Regions from separate parts of the Mus musculus genome. Here all the other regions are linked to region 3. The links are chromatin contacts, called in public promoter capture Hi-C maps. All regions are on one chromosome and are shown on one strand. Each heading gives the region's core, a stretch centred on a gene start, on an enhancer-like site or on the middle of the called end of the contact. The rest is flanking DNA. Distances are from core to core; before and after follow the strand shown. Region 1 holds the start of Armh1 (armadillo-like helical domain containing 1). Region 2 holds the start of Ptch2 (patched 2). Region 3 holds the start of Tie1 (tyrosine kinase with immunoglobulin-like and EGF-like domains 1).

Region 1 (4,615 bases), core at 559-3,058, 1.2 Mb before region 3:
AATAAATCTGTAAAAAGCATCACTGTTGTTACTGTGTGGATGATGTATTTGTGAGAGAGGGTATATGTATGGCACAGGACAAGCGCCGAGGGTCAAAGGTTAATGGTGTGGAGTTGGCTTTGTCCTCCCTCCTTTCTGTGACTTCACAGAGGGAGTGCAGGTCACCAGGCTTGCTCAGCAAGCACCTTTAGTCACTGAGCCATCTCACCATCACTTGTCATTTTTTTTTTTTTTTTTGAGGGATTTTCCACTGAATCTGGATCTTGCTGATTTGGCCAAAGTGACTGGCCAGCAAGTCTCTGGGATATGCCTGATTCTGCCTCCTCGGTTCTGGGAAAGCTGTGTGCCCCCCCACACCCCCCCCGCAGCTTTTTAAAAAAAGATTTATTTATTTATCATATCTAAGCGCACTGTAGCTGTCTTCAGACACCTCAGAAGAGGGCATCAGATCTCATTACAGATGGTTGTGAGCCACCATGTGGTTGCTGGGATTTGAATTCAGGACCTTCAAAAGAGCAGTCAGTGCTCTTAACCACTGAGTAATCTCTCCAGCCCCCCCCCCCCGCCCCCGAAGCCTTTATGTGTGTCCTGGGGGTCTAAGTTGGTTCCTCACACTAGCTCAGCCATCTCCCCAGTTACTCCTCAGCAGTGTAAAGTGAGAGTCCCCACGGTTGGGGGCCATATGCTTTCACATACCCAATTCCCCTGTGATTTTATCTTTTATCTCTTTGCTGGATCTCTCTCATCTGAACAAAAGCCTGTACCTCCTAGCGGTTGCCAGCGAATGACAAAATAACTTGCCTTGCAAGTGTTCCATCCCCCCTCTTTCTTTTAAGACAAGTCTCATGTAGCATAGGCTAGCCTGGAACTTGTTATGTAGCTGAGGATGGCTTGAAGCATTTAGACTCCTGGCTGGGATTCCAGGGACATACCACTATGCTGTCACCTCCCACTCACTCTCAAGCCACTGACTCTTTTGTTCACTGGAATGGCACTTGCAAAGGTTGCTAACAACTTCTTTGTAAATCCAGTGCCATCTTTGAGGTTTTATTTACCGTATTAATCATCAGCCCTCAATACTTTCCTCCTGGTTTCTGTCTCCTACACACCATACCCACTCATTCCCATCACCCAAATAGCTTCTTTTTCTGTTTATGTATGTATGCATGTATGTGTTTATTTATTTATTTTGGACAGGGTGTCTCTGTGTAGCCCTGGCTGTCCTGGAGATAGATCAGGATGGTCTCAAACTCACAGAGTTCAACTCCTCACAGCTGGAATTAAATGCATGCGCCATTATGCCCAGCTCAGAAAATATTTACTAAATGTAAGAAAGCTGTACTCCTGTACTCGTCTAAACTACTTGGACTCACACATGAAAGGCCATGTCTTATTACCCGAAGACCCCTTTCCAGTCAGGCAACCAGTCTCAACCCACAGGTTTAGAAGGACCCGTTGGCACGCGCCGCCTAACACTGTTTTGTTCGTTTTTTCTGCCTCCAGCCTGGGAACTGCTGCTGGCGATGGAGGTAGATGTAGTTAGAGGTGCAAGTTCAAGTTTTCTACCAAGTACCAGAAGACAAAGTTCTGAGATGCCCTCTGCAGACCCGTAATACTTCATTCAACTCTCCCACCGACTCTTACCTTCACAGGAGGGTGCGGTCGCTCCGAGAGCGCTGCCCCACTGACCAATACTTGATCCAAGATCAAGAGAGTCAGCCAATTGCTGGGGCCCAAAGACAGTAGGGGCGGGGCGCGGTTGCTAGGGCCGGGCTAGTGGGTGCCGCCCGAGGCGCGAAGCGACTCCCTGGTTGCTAGGCAGGGAGGTCACAGAGTGCGGCTCGGGGATTGGACAGCGCTGGGCGTGGGCGGGGAGGGGCGTGGCCCGGCGGCGTCCCGGCCCCGCCGAGGTGAAACTGCGGGAGTTCCGGCGGGAGGCCTGTGCTGAAGACCCGCACCTTCACCATGGCCTCGGCCGAGCTGGATTACAGCATCGAGATCCCGGATCAGCCCTGCTGGAGCCAGAGTATGGAGGGGGATTGGGAAGGTGACCTAACAGCGATGCCCCGCCCACCCTGCGGCCCGCCCTCCCTCGGCCCGCCCCCTTCGGGGGTCCCGCAGGGCTGGCTAGAGCTTGCGGGGCGCTCCCAGCCCCGCCCCCCGTGCCCCGCCCCCAGTCGACTGAGGGTCTTTCTGTTCCACAACAGGTTCTCAAGGTTCTGCTTCCCTTTGTAGCTGGAGGCCCTTCAAGGTTCATTCTAATTCTTTTGTTTTGGATTCTCGCTCCTCATTTGCAAGTGTGACTAGGCCCATCCTTCATTTTTGCAGAGGTTTGGATTCCTGGGGGAGCCTCTGGTCCTCAGAAAAGCCAAGGGACTCAGCAAGCCTAGTCCTGCCCTTCTCAGCTCACCCTGGCAGTGGTTAACAGAATGGTCGGTTAGGCCGGGTGGAATTCTGTTGAAATCCTATCCCTTTAGTAATTGGATGACCTTCGGCAAACTTTCAACTTTGAATTTTAGTTTTCCTGGAGCAAAGCTGAGGAAAAATTGCTGGTTGCACAACTGAGATTATTTGTGTAAAGGACTTGGCATGAATCCTGATGGAAGTAAGCTTAGTAGTTGGCATTTAAACTTAACGTGTGTGTGTGTGTGTGTGTGTGTGTGTGTTTAACCCTCCTAAGGCCATATCATTAAAAAAAGATGTGTGGGAGGCCTCCTAAGATTAGTAGCTTGTAAAGTAGTGTAAGTTGTTGGACCAGAGAATGGAAGGTTGTCCCTTTTGGAAACTGGGGCAGAGGAGGCTTGGAGTACAGGTCGGCCAATGCTGCTCTTTGGTGTTTCCAGTCCACTGCCCCGCACTTGTCCAGCTCATCATAAAGTTTAGCTAGGGGGTGCTTCCTTCAAAAGCCTCCCCAGAGCCAGGTGGTGGTGGCGCACACCTTTAATCCCAGCACTTGGGAGACAGAAGCAGGCGGTTTTCTGAGTTCGAGGCCAGCATGGTCTACAGAGTGAGTTCCAGTACAGCCAGGACTACACAGAGAAACCCTGTCTCAAAAAACCAAAAAACCAAAACCAAAAACAAAAAAAGTCTCCCCAGGCCTCCCTTCCTATGCCCTCCTGTCCCACTGTGTGTTTCTTGCTTGGAATCTATCTAGGATGGGGCAGGGGCCTCTCATCTCCTAAAGCACGAAGGAAGGACTGCCACTATCTGTTTCTCCCTAGAGGTGGATCGTTGGGCTTATAGATGTGAAAGGACTTTTGAAGAATTTTTGACAATAGCATTAGATGAAGTCAGTTACTATTTCTGTCTTGGCAGAACCATCAGCTGCAAAGGGCTGGTTCTCCATTCTGCAAGGCCAGGAGGGTAGGGACTCTCTCTCTCCCCACGTGGGTAGAGACAGTCTTATTTATTTAGGCAGGACTGGGGGATTGAACGCAGGGCCTCATGCGTGCTAAGGCAAGTGCTTTACCACTGTGTCATACTCAGCCCGCATTAACTTTGATTGCATATTTATTTATTTGTGTGTGTGCATGCACACCGTAGTGTATGTGCACAGGTCAGAGGACAGTTGGTAGCAGTTGGTTCTCTTTTCCTTCTGGGTGGGCTGGAGCGCTAGCTCAGGTCCTGTGCTTTGTCAGTAAGTGCTTCTCCCTGCTGAGCCGACTCACCAGCTCAGCCTTCCTTTTATGACAGTTGTCTTGACTGGCCTTGAACTTACTCTGTAGCCCAAACGAGCTTGAAATTGCCAATATCCTCTAATCTTTCCCAGTAGCTAACGTTCCAGGCCTGTTGTAGAAATTGTTAGAAAGCACTTCCTATTGAGCCACATTAGCCTCACATCCCTTCTGCTCAGTTCAGCTTTTGCTGTGTCCCTGCCTTGGGCTAGTTATTGGCACCTCAAGCGTTTCATGTTCAGATGCCATGCAGAGAGCTGTGGTTTTCTGGAGGGAGGGAATGTAGAAGCAGATGGTTTTGCAATGATGTGGATACTATCTAGAAAGTGAGCCTTCTTCCTCTCGAAGGGACAGCGTTCCTGCTTCCTCAAACCTTTCCTCCAAGAGGAAGTTCCTCCAGGGCTCACGGTTGTTTCCACTGCTTCCCTCTCATGGTGCATGCTCCAGACTTAAGCCAGAGGTGATGGAATGTTTCCTTAACCCTAACCCTAACCCTGACCCCAGGTGCACTGTGGGCTCTGAAACCTCTGGCTTCTCCTCTGCAGAGAGCTCCTCTACAGGTTTGCCTGGCTACACAGAATGACTTTCCTGGAAGGCTGGGGGCAGAGACTGCCCTTCCTCTGTGGTTAGTGTTTACTGAGGAAGTGTGTAGGACTGTCAGTCATATTTCGGTTTGGGAACTGCCTCCCTCCCAATAGGAAGTCAAAGCCACAGAGTCAAGCTCTGCACTGAATTGGCAGCAAGGTGAGCAGCCAGTGGAGCGGTGGGCTGCAGTAATTTGGAGCCCTGGGCTTTGTGGGTCAGGCTGGGCAGACTGTCTTCCCACACCCCACTGACCCTGCAGAATTCATAGAGAATCTCACAGCAGGAATCTCATCCTCTGATTTGGCCGTCACACAGGCGACTTGAGGGGGTTCAGGCTTTATTGCGGGCCTTCCTTT
Region 2 (4,713 bases), core at 620-3,119, 1.4 Mb before region 3:
CTGTTTCCATTTCCAGGCTTGCTAAGGGTACACTTTTCTCTGTAGTACACTTCCTCCCATTACAGACAGGAGAATACCGTGTACACAGGGTGCACTTCCTCCCATTACAAACGGGAGAATACCGTGTACACAGGCTTTCTTTCTCATTTTCATATTACCTTTACTTATATGTATATGCCGGAGAGTCTGTATATGACGCATGTGTGTGTGTGTGTGTGTGTGTGTGTGTGTGTGTGTGTGTGTGTGTGTGTGTGTATACACTTGCTCTCAGAGGCCAGGTGTTGAATCCCCTGGAGCTGGAGTTACAGGTAGCTGTGAACTCTCCTTTGTGGATGCTGGAAGCCAAACCCAGGTCCTCTGCAAAAACAAAAGGTGGCCTTAACTGCTGAGCTATCTCTCCAGGCCCAAGGCTTCCATTCCTGCCCAGGTGCCTCTTAGCCACAGAGTAGCAGTGTTGTAGACAGACACATTCATTCCTCCTTAACTGCCCACCCCTTAAACCAACTGGGGAACCCTTAGGATTAAGCCCTGGAGCTGATGATGTTAATTTGCACAAGTTTGGCAGTATGTAGCAAGGCCAAAACCATATTCATGCTTTTTGACCCAAACAACCCCATTTCTGGGAATCTGTCCTGAGGACATTCTGCAAATGATTGATGAGAGGACTGTGTAGTAATATAAAATATTTATGATATAATGATTAAGAAGTCTGGAAGAATTGAGCAAGAGGCTAGCCAGATGTGATAGCAGTATCAGAACAACAGATTTATTGAAGTCTTTTTTTTCCCCCAAAAAACGTATTTTGTTTCTGAGGCAGAATCTTTCTAGGTAGCCCTGGCTGTTCCAGAATTCTCTATGTAGACCATGCTGAGACCTGGAACTCACAAGAGATGGGCCTGCCACTGCCCGGCTCCTTTCCCAAATGTTCTGTATGAGGAGTCAGACTTTTACCCTCAGATGACCGATCAGAGTTTAACAGTCAGGAGCACAGAAATAGCACAGTCACTTGGAAAAGCAACATGTTTCCCAATGTTGTACATAAATTATGTCATCACAAATACAATTATCAGACAGGCTGGGCAATACAGGACTGTTATAGTCCCTTAACTTGACAGACACAACCAGGATAAGGAGTTGAAGGCCAAGCTGAACTACTTAAGACCATGTCTCACAAAAAAAAGTTAAAATAAAAATTTAAAAATACAATACACAAACTGAATGTTAATAAGAACCACAAAGAAAAAAGCAATTATCTGCCAAGGCTTCCAAAAGTTTAGGCTGACTGATTCAAGTTCAGGCTTAAAAGTTATCTGCCAAGACAAAGGGGCCCCAACATGTACAAAGGCAAGAACATGTGAACTTAGGAAATTACTGAGGGCAATTCGGGACTGGAAGGCAACTGAGTGGGTGTGAGGCACTTAGAGGAAAAAAAAAAGCTTTAGTTGGATGGTGCAGGGCTTTGGGCTTTGGTGCAGCCGTGGGATTTGCATTTTAGAGCTGAGTCTGGCCTGCTTGGAAAGAGTGGAAAGGAGGTCCTTAGGGTTGCGCTGGGTCGGGAAGAAAGGGTGGCCCAAAGGGGACCAGCAGACTCCCTTTCTCAACATCCTGACTTACACTTGGCCAACGACTAGCGCCTCCAGGATCACCCTCCCTTCTCCTCTCCTTAGGGCCCCGCGGGCGGGCTGGGGAGCCCGGGAGGCGAGGCAAAGGGGTGGCCCTGCCTGGGTGGTCTCCTGCCCCGCCCCCTGCGGCGCCGTTACCTAGCAACGGATCCGGCTGCAAGGCAGCGGGTAATTTGCCGCCCCCTTAGCCAATGGGAGGGCGTCACCCCGGCCCGCTCCTTTTTTTCTGAGCCTCCTGGTGCTTCCCGAGATCCACAGTCGCCACCTTTAGCTGTGAGGTGCTTCGCAGCCAGTCGGGTCCACCCACACGCGGAGCCCTCTTTGGACCACAGCCCACAGATCCAGCGGGGCTTGGGGCCACCACCCCGCACCGCCGCTGCGGGCTGCTCCTGTGCATCTTTACGCGCGCCTCACCCAGGACCGTATGGCCGTTCACGGCAGCTAGGAATCCTCAGGTGAAGCCGGGCGGCACAAGGCGCCAAGCTAGCCTATGGCAGCGCTCAGATAACGCAGGTTGGGGGCGCTCGCGCCCCCCATCCTCACCAGCATGGTTCGGCCACTGTCCCTTGGAGAGCTACCTCCCAGCTACACACCTCCAGCTCGGTCCTCCGCACCTCATGTGAGTAGAGGGGCTGGGTTTGTAACTTAAACGTCGCTTGAACATCTGTAGGGCTAGAAGTCTAGTGTTACTGGATCTGTGTTTGAAGACAAGCGAGAGCCAGCAAGTGATTTGTTAGTTTATTTCCTATTATCTGGTCAGTGAAAATAGTTATGTCTGTGGGTTCACCTCTTTGCCTAGCTGACAACGAGTGTGTGTGTTCACGACTCATAACCTTCTAAAAATGGGCATTTTCAGGTGTGCTTATGGAGAAGGCACAGGGAAAGAGAGTTAAATCTTCCACATTTGAAACCTTTATCTGTAGCTGTTTCCTGCCCTGCATCCAGAAGTCAGGAAACTGGGACTTGACCGGGAGAAAAGGGAAAGCTCCTCCATTGTTGTGCTGACAGCTGGCTGACCTCCTCCTCTCTCTATCCCAGATCCTAGCTGGGAGCCTGCAGGCTCCTCTCTGGCTTCGAGCTTACTTCCAAGGTCTACTCTTCTCCCTGGGGTGCAGGATCCAGAAACACTGCGGCAAAGTGCTCTTCCTGGGACTGGTGGCCTTTGGGGCTCTGGCACTGGGTCTCCGAGTGGCTGTAATTGAGACAGACCTAGAACAGCTCTGGGTAGAAGGTGAGTTACTGGAGCTGGCCGTAGCTGCTTTGGTCAAGGATCGAGAGGGCCATCTCCTGTTCAGAGCCTGTGTATCTGGGTGTGTTGCAGAAAGCCTACCTCTCTCCCAATCTCCCTCAGTGCTGTGGATGAAGCCCAGGGCATTGTGCAAGCTAGGCAAGTCTTTACCATCAACTGTCTCACACCTATCTCTCTCACCCATAAATGGACAACTCTAGATGGTAGCCTCTTATGAATAAGCTTGTGGAATATTCATCTTTGATTATGTGTCTGCTTATTTAGCGTTTATAGCTAGGTTTCTTTTAACTGTACATCAGAGTTTACAAATGGAACAAGATGTATTTTTCAATAGCCAAAGGAAGTAAAATGTGTGTGGGGGTAAGTTCTAAACAAAACAAAGCCAAGTGGTATTGTGTTGTATAAGAGAAGGCAGGGAGAGACGGCTCTGACCTGCAAACTCAGATTAGCACTGTGATTCTAACTACTCAAGGGGCTGAGGCAAGAGAAATACTTTCAGTCTAAGAATTTAACAATAGCCTGTGTCAGAGAGAGAGAGAGAGAGAGGGACAGACGGACAGATGGAAGAGAGGGAGGGAGGGAGGGAGGAAGGAAGGAAGGAAGGAAGGAAGGAAGGAAGGAAGGAAGGAAGGAAGATCAGTGGGATGTAGCTGGGTGGCATGGCAGACTGCCTGTCGAGCATGCTGTGGTGGGGGAGAGAGATGGAGGAGGAGCAAGAAGAAAAAGAAAAGTTAGTGCTTGGTGGCAGCAGTGGTGGTGCACAGCTTTAATGTTTAACCTCAGTGCTTGGGATCTGGAGGCAGGTGGGGCCAGCCTGGTCTACAGAGAATTCCAGGATCTGGAGGCAGGTGGGGCCAGCCTGGTCTACAGAGAATTCCAGGACAGCCAGAGCTGCATGAAAATACTCTCTCTCGAAAAACCAAAAAGAAAGATTGGAAGGAAGGAAGGGGGAAAGGGGAAAACAAGAAATAATAAGAAAAGAATTGTTAGGTGTAAAAGAAAAGAAAACCTTGAACGAGCCATCTGACCAGGCTTCTGAGTAGACACCCAGGGACCTGCAGCCATTTAATGAAGAATGAGCATAGACTTTGAGGCAAAAGTCAGGGTCAAATGAGACCAAATCCTCACGTCCTAGTGGAAGGATTACACAACTCATAATTTCAGCATGCCTCTCTTCTTTCCTGGTGCCTGGTTTCATGTGGCTGCTATTTGACAAAGGCAAATTCAACTGTGTTCTTCCCTGGGAAATCTGCATTTGTGGGCTCCCCAGACCTCCCTAGCCCTGGCCCAGACCCAAGGCAGGCCCCAGGTCGCAGCCTCACACCCTGGAGTTATTTCAAATGCTGGCAAGTCCTAGGATACAGAGCAGATGTTTCTTGGAGCCTTCCTACATCATAGGCTCCCACACCCCATCTCCACCCTACCCCCAGCCCTCTGCAGACTCTTAGCGTTCACACTCTTAAGACAGCCCTAGGGTCCAGAGCAGATGTTTCTCCCTGCCTGCCAGTCTGCCCCCAGCATCAGGACACACATGTGCGCACACGCATATATGCATGCCCCCACACAAACCACTGCTGCTTGGGTGGTCCCAAATAACTTCTGAATATCCTGCCACAATAGAGTGAGTCTCCCTCCCAGGCCCTGCCTTTCCTCTCTCTGCATTCCCCGGATCTTCCCCAATTAAACACTGCTTGGATGTCTACATTTGCTCATCCCTCTCCGGCCCCCCTGGCTAGTCCCTGCAGTTATGAGAAATGTATTATAAGAGGGTAGCAGTTGGTCTCTTTGAGATAGGAATTCCCTGTGTCACCTCAGCGACCTTGACCTTGGGTCCTCCTGCAG
Region 3 (4,648 bases), core at 1,207-3,706:
AAATGTTGTAGTGTGGGGAGGGGAGCTGCCCCGGGCTAGTGCAACTGGAGCGTAAAATCTGTACCCTGAAGTGGGCAAGACCGAGGAGAAGAATGTGATCAGCCTGCTTCAGACCTGTGACCCCAGACCTTCCAAGGCCCCTCCTTCCCTGGCCCTTCCCTGCCTGTTAGCTGTCAGGTCATCAATTCATTTAAATGCCACTTAGCATATTTTTGACGGTCTATCGTAAGCCAAAGAAGCTGGCATCTCTTGGCCACCTCGCGGGCACCAAATGCCCTTTCTCCCTGGCATCCTCATGGCTTCCAGTGAAGTTGACATCCTTTGCTGTAATAACTACGGAGCACATTCATCCACTCCCTCGGCATTAACTGTCACCCCTGAGTCAGTAGCTCTGGTGTGGCCTTTCAGCTCCCAATGCATTTGCATCTGTGTTTCCTAAGCTACACCCTCACCTCTCCCAAGCTTTCTGAGTCAAAGGATAACACCCATTACCTGAGACACTAACTTCAGAGTCATCTTGTGTTCCTGCTGTCATAATAATTAATGTTTATTGGATGTCAATTATGTGCCGGGGCCCTTTAGTGATGCTCTCGTCCTTTCAGGACCACACTGTCCTGGGAGGTGAGTGTTATCCTCTTCCAGGATGATGGTTTTATAACCAGGGAGCAAAAGCTCAAAACTTGCCTAAGGTCATACAGTTAGAAGGGAGCAGAGCCAGGTTGTCCAAGCCCAGGCTCCTCTTCCCTTAGCTTCCAGTCTGCTGGCACATACTTCTGCAGGTTTTTCTTTTTCTTTTCTTTTTTTCTTTTTCTCGTCTTTCTTTTCTTTTCTTTTCTTTTCTTTTCTTTCTTTTTCTTTTTTTTCTTTTTTTTTTCTCTTGAGACAGAGTTTCTCTGTATAGCCCTGTCTGTGTAGCCTTGGCTGTCCTGGAACTCACTCTGTAGACCAGGCTGGCCTTGAACTCAGAAATCCGCCTGCCTTTGCTGCCCAAGTGCTAGGATTAAAGGCGTGCACTACCACTGCCTGGCCTACAGTTTTTTCTTATGGGCTTCCATACCTCCCAAGCTTGCACTTGCTACTCTGTTGACTACCTCTCTTAGGGAAACCCTTCATGACTTTTCTGGTCCTGTGGCAGAGTAAGCTGACTCTCTTCTCAGTGCTTCTCAAAAGCTCTTGATGTCTGCTTCTGTCTGGCCCTCATTCCTGGCCTGTGTTTCCCACCAGACAGAACCACTCAAAGGCAGCCTCTGACTTCTAGTTCTCTGGTCAGCAGACTGAAAGGACCTGCCACCAGCATTCAGAAGCTTCTCCATGCCCTCTGTACACACAGCTCCATTTAAACAACAAACGTATCAACCTTTGGGAGCCCAGCATCATTTAGTTGTCATATGATAGGTTTAGGTGTTGCCATATTCTCAACTAATGGAACATCATTGGTGCTAAATAAATTTTATTATTATTATTATTGTTATTATTTTGAGACTGGGTCTCTCTATGTAGTTCTGGCTGTCCTGGGACTTGCTATGTAGACCAGGCTGGCTTCGAACCTCAGAGATCTACCTGCTTTTGCCTCCTGAGTACTGGAGTTAAAGCCACCATGCTTGTCTGTCCAATGAATTATTGATTAAGCCCAACACAGTTACTCGTGAGGTCCAAGTTGATGGCTGACTTCTGCCCCTACTCACCTCTCCCCCCTCCAGGCAGTGATTCCTAGCACCTGCCTGAGTTTTCCCCACCCTGACCTCATTCTTGGTGGATCAAAATCGTCATGACGCTATGACGACGACGATGATGATGATGATGTCAGTTTCTGCTTGTCCCTGCAATTTTTAAGTTGTGTTAAAATACACATACCCTAGAATCTACCGTTAGAACCACTTGTAAACAGTCAATTCAGTGTTAATAAATGCATTCATAACCTCATGTGAACATCACCACCCATTTCCACAGCTCTTGTTTTTGTTTTTGACGTAAGGTCTCCATAAGTCTTTATGGGGCTAACATGGAGTCCTCTGTGTAGTCTAGGCTGGCCTTCCAAGTGCTGGGATTAAAGAAGTCCACCACCACACCCTAACTGAAATGCTACACTCATTAAACAATAACTCTCTATTTCCCTTCCCCCAACCCATGCTCACCACCATATTGTGAGGTCTATTGCTAGGCTAGGCTAGGGTTTCTTGGGGGTCGGGGGCTGGAATTAAGGCCTTGAAATCAAGAGTCAGGGAGGAGCTCTGCTCACTCCAGGGAAGACTTACCAACATGAGAGGCCAAGAAAAGAGTGGGGAGCAGCAAAGAGGATCCCCACCAGACCATACTCTGGAAGCTGCCCTGGGCCAGCCAAGGCCAGCTGGGCCCGGGGTCAGTTGCTGTGGGTCTGAGTGTTCAGCCTGTCCAGCTCAGTGCACCTCGGTGCTGGGGAGGAAGAGGAAATGATGGTTAGGGTAGGAGGGGTGGCAGGGAGAGAGGGTGGGAAGAGTTGTCGCCTGTAGTCCTCCCGTGTCCAGCCCCCACAAGCCCGGGATGGGTGTGGCCTGGAAGTCTCTGGAAGGGGGGGCATTAGAGGTGGGAGGCAGGTTGTGACAAGGACAGATCTGGGGATGGTTGGGCTCTCTCTCCCATCCCTTCGGTCCCTTCCATCTGCATTGCTGGAGCACGGGAGACAGGAAAGGGAGGAAGCCAGTGGCTTCCGCCTATTGAGAAGGTTTGGAGGCAGGACATTGTTCTGGGGTCTCCCCTCCTCCCAGCACACACACGCTGGGAGGAGGGGAGACACACACACACACACACACACAAATACAAAATGAGGCTCACGTGACTCTTTTTTTTTTCAAAAGTAAACAAGAAACGGTCTCTGTAAGGTTTTAATGCTCAGTTTTCACAAACACAAGTTTCTACCCAATTTTACAACACACGATAAAATGTCCTAGTCTGTAGACTGTGCATTAAGTGTTCACTTCGGTAGCACACACACTAGAATTTGCATTATTCAACTCTTCCTCATATTCTTTTCCAATCTTTTAAAATCACCAGGAGTTTCTACCTAAGTAATATTCTACTGTATTTACATTTGAGTTGCATGTCTTCCGAGATCGGGCGCGTTCAGAGTGGTATAGCCGTAGACGAGTTGCATGTCTTAAGAACAAACGGAAATCCATGATATTTTGGTTAACTCAGTGTATTTACAAAATGAAAAGCTCTATCAAAATACTTTTCACTGGAAAAATAAATAGAACAGGCATTGGATCTACCAAAGTTCATATTCACTTTGGCCGATGTCAGTGTGGGACAGTTCATGACAGCACAATTTACCCTGATTTCCCCAGAGCTGACCAGCTTCCAAGCTAACTGTTAAATTATTTTACTGAGATTTTATTATGTTGTTATCTGGTTCATTCCAGATCATTGTCAGCCAGGCTCTGAGCACTTACAGTTCTCTGACTAACGGTCGGAAGCTTGGTCAGGAGCATCTGGAACACTGGTGGTGGAAGAGTCTGCTGGAACACTTGCAGCAGCTGCGGAGGCAGCAATGGCATTTGTCAGGTGGTCCACACCCTTCTCGTAGTCACCTTGTGCTAATAACCCTTCACCAAGCTGTGTCTCTTCAAGGAAGAATTTCTGAACTGCTTCAGCGTCTTTTAAATCAGGAAACTTGGTGTATTAGTCAGGGTTCTCTAGAGTCACAGAACTTACGGACAGTCTCTAGATAGTAAAGGAATTTATTGATGACTTACAGTTGGCAGCCCAATTCCCAACAATGATTCAGTCGCAGCTGTGAATGGAAGTCCAAGGATCTAGCAGTTACTCAGTCTCACGCAGCAAGCAGGCAAAGGAACAAGAGCAAGAGCTAGACTCCCTTCTTCCAATGTCCTTATATTGTCTCCAGCAAAAGGTGTAGCCCGGATTAAAGGTGTGTTCCACCACACCTTTAATCCCAGATGAAAGGCATAGCCCAGATTAAAGGTGTGTTCCTTAACTCGGAGATTCAATCTTCTGGAATCCATAGCCACTACGGCTCAAGATCTTCAAACCAAGATCCAGATAAGGATCTCCAAGCCTCCAGATAAGGGTCACTGGTGAGCCTTCCAATTCCGGATTGTAGTTCATTCCAAATATTGTCAAGTTGACAACCAGGAATAGCCACTACAATCCACCCCTTGTCAACTTGACACAAATAACATCTCATGTTCACATGAAACAATAACAAGGTTGTAAATACGCCTAACATGATATAACTATCCCTCGTACAATCGCAAACGCATTAGTAAATTTACAATGGGCATTCATATTACTTTATAATCCTCGTTTCTGCAACTGGTTACGTGGCCTTAATTGGTATTTATAACTACCTTCCTCTACTACCCATTCTGTATTTCCTTCTCCTTCAGCCAGCACCTCAGCAGGTCTTGGCTCTTTTCCTGGAGGATTGACCCATACCTTCATTCCTGATGGGTCTGCGTCCTTGGTCATCCTGCTTGGATTTGGCTGTTGTAGTTTCTCATTGACTTTAATCACAGGACATGGTAGTACTAAGAGACGCCCTAAGGGATCTCCTACACTCCAGACATAATCTTGCTTACCACCATTGTGAAGAGGTAATCCAATTTCCCCATGGTAATCTGGATCTATCACCCCTCCTAACACTGTTATT

The links. Promoter capture Hi-C pulls out the DNA fragments that hold promoters and counts their contacts.
Region 1: a promoter capture Hi-C map of liver shows a contact between it and region 3, with 3 times the contacts expected there. The contact joins the promoter of Armh1 here to the promoter of Tie1 in region 3. A contact is called at or near these places in 3 of 39 promoter capture datasets (hippocampal neurons and liver).
Region 2: a contact with region 3 is called in a promoter capture Hi-C map of liver, with 5 times the contacts expected there. The contact joins the promoter of Ptch2 here to the promoter of Tie1 in region 3.

Annotation. Positions count from the first base shown.
Region 1 is chr4:117,250,109-117,254,723 of GRCm38.p6, forward strand. Armh1 (armadillo-like helical domain containing 1) reads right to left here and starts at 1,809. Exons shown (of 13, transcript NM_001145637.1): 1 at 1,645-1,809. Tmem53 (transmembrane protein 53) reads left to right here and starts at 1,843. Exons shown (of 3, transcript NM_026837.3): 1 at 1,843-2,026. The coding sequence starts at 1,966.
Region 2 is chr4:117,094,187-117,098,899 of GRCm38.p6, forward strand. Ptch2 (patched 2) reads left to right here and starts at 1,870. Exons shown (of 22, transcript NM_008958.3): 1 at 1,870-2,241; 2 at 2,661-2,853. The coding sequence starts at 2,170. RefSeq lists enhancers at 966-2,664, 1,505-1,963, 1,526-2,025, 3,989-4,580.
Region 3 is chr4:118,487,393-118,492,040 of GRCm38.p6, forward strand. It overlaps Tie1 (tyrosine kinase with immunoglobulin-like and EGF-like domains 1), which reads right to left and starts at 2,457. Exons shown (of 23, transcript NM_011587.2): 1 at 2,256-2,457. The coding sequence starts at 2,313. It also overlaps the pseudogene Gm12859.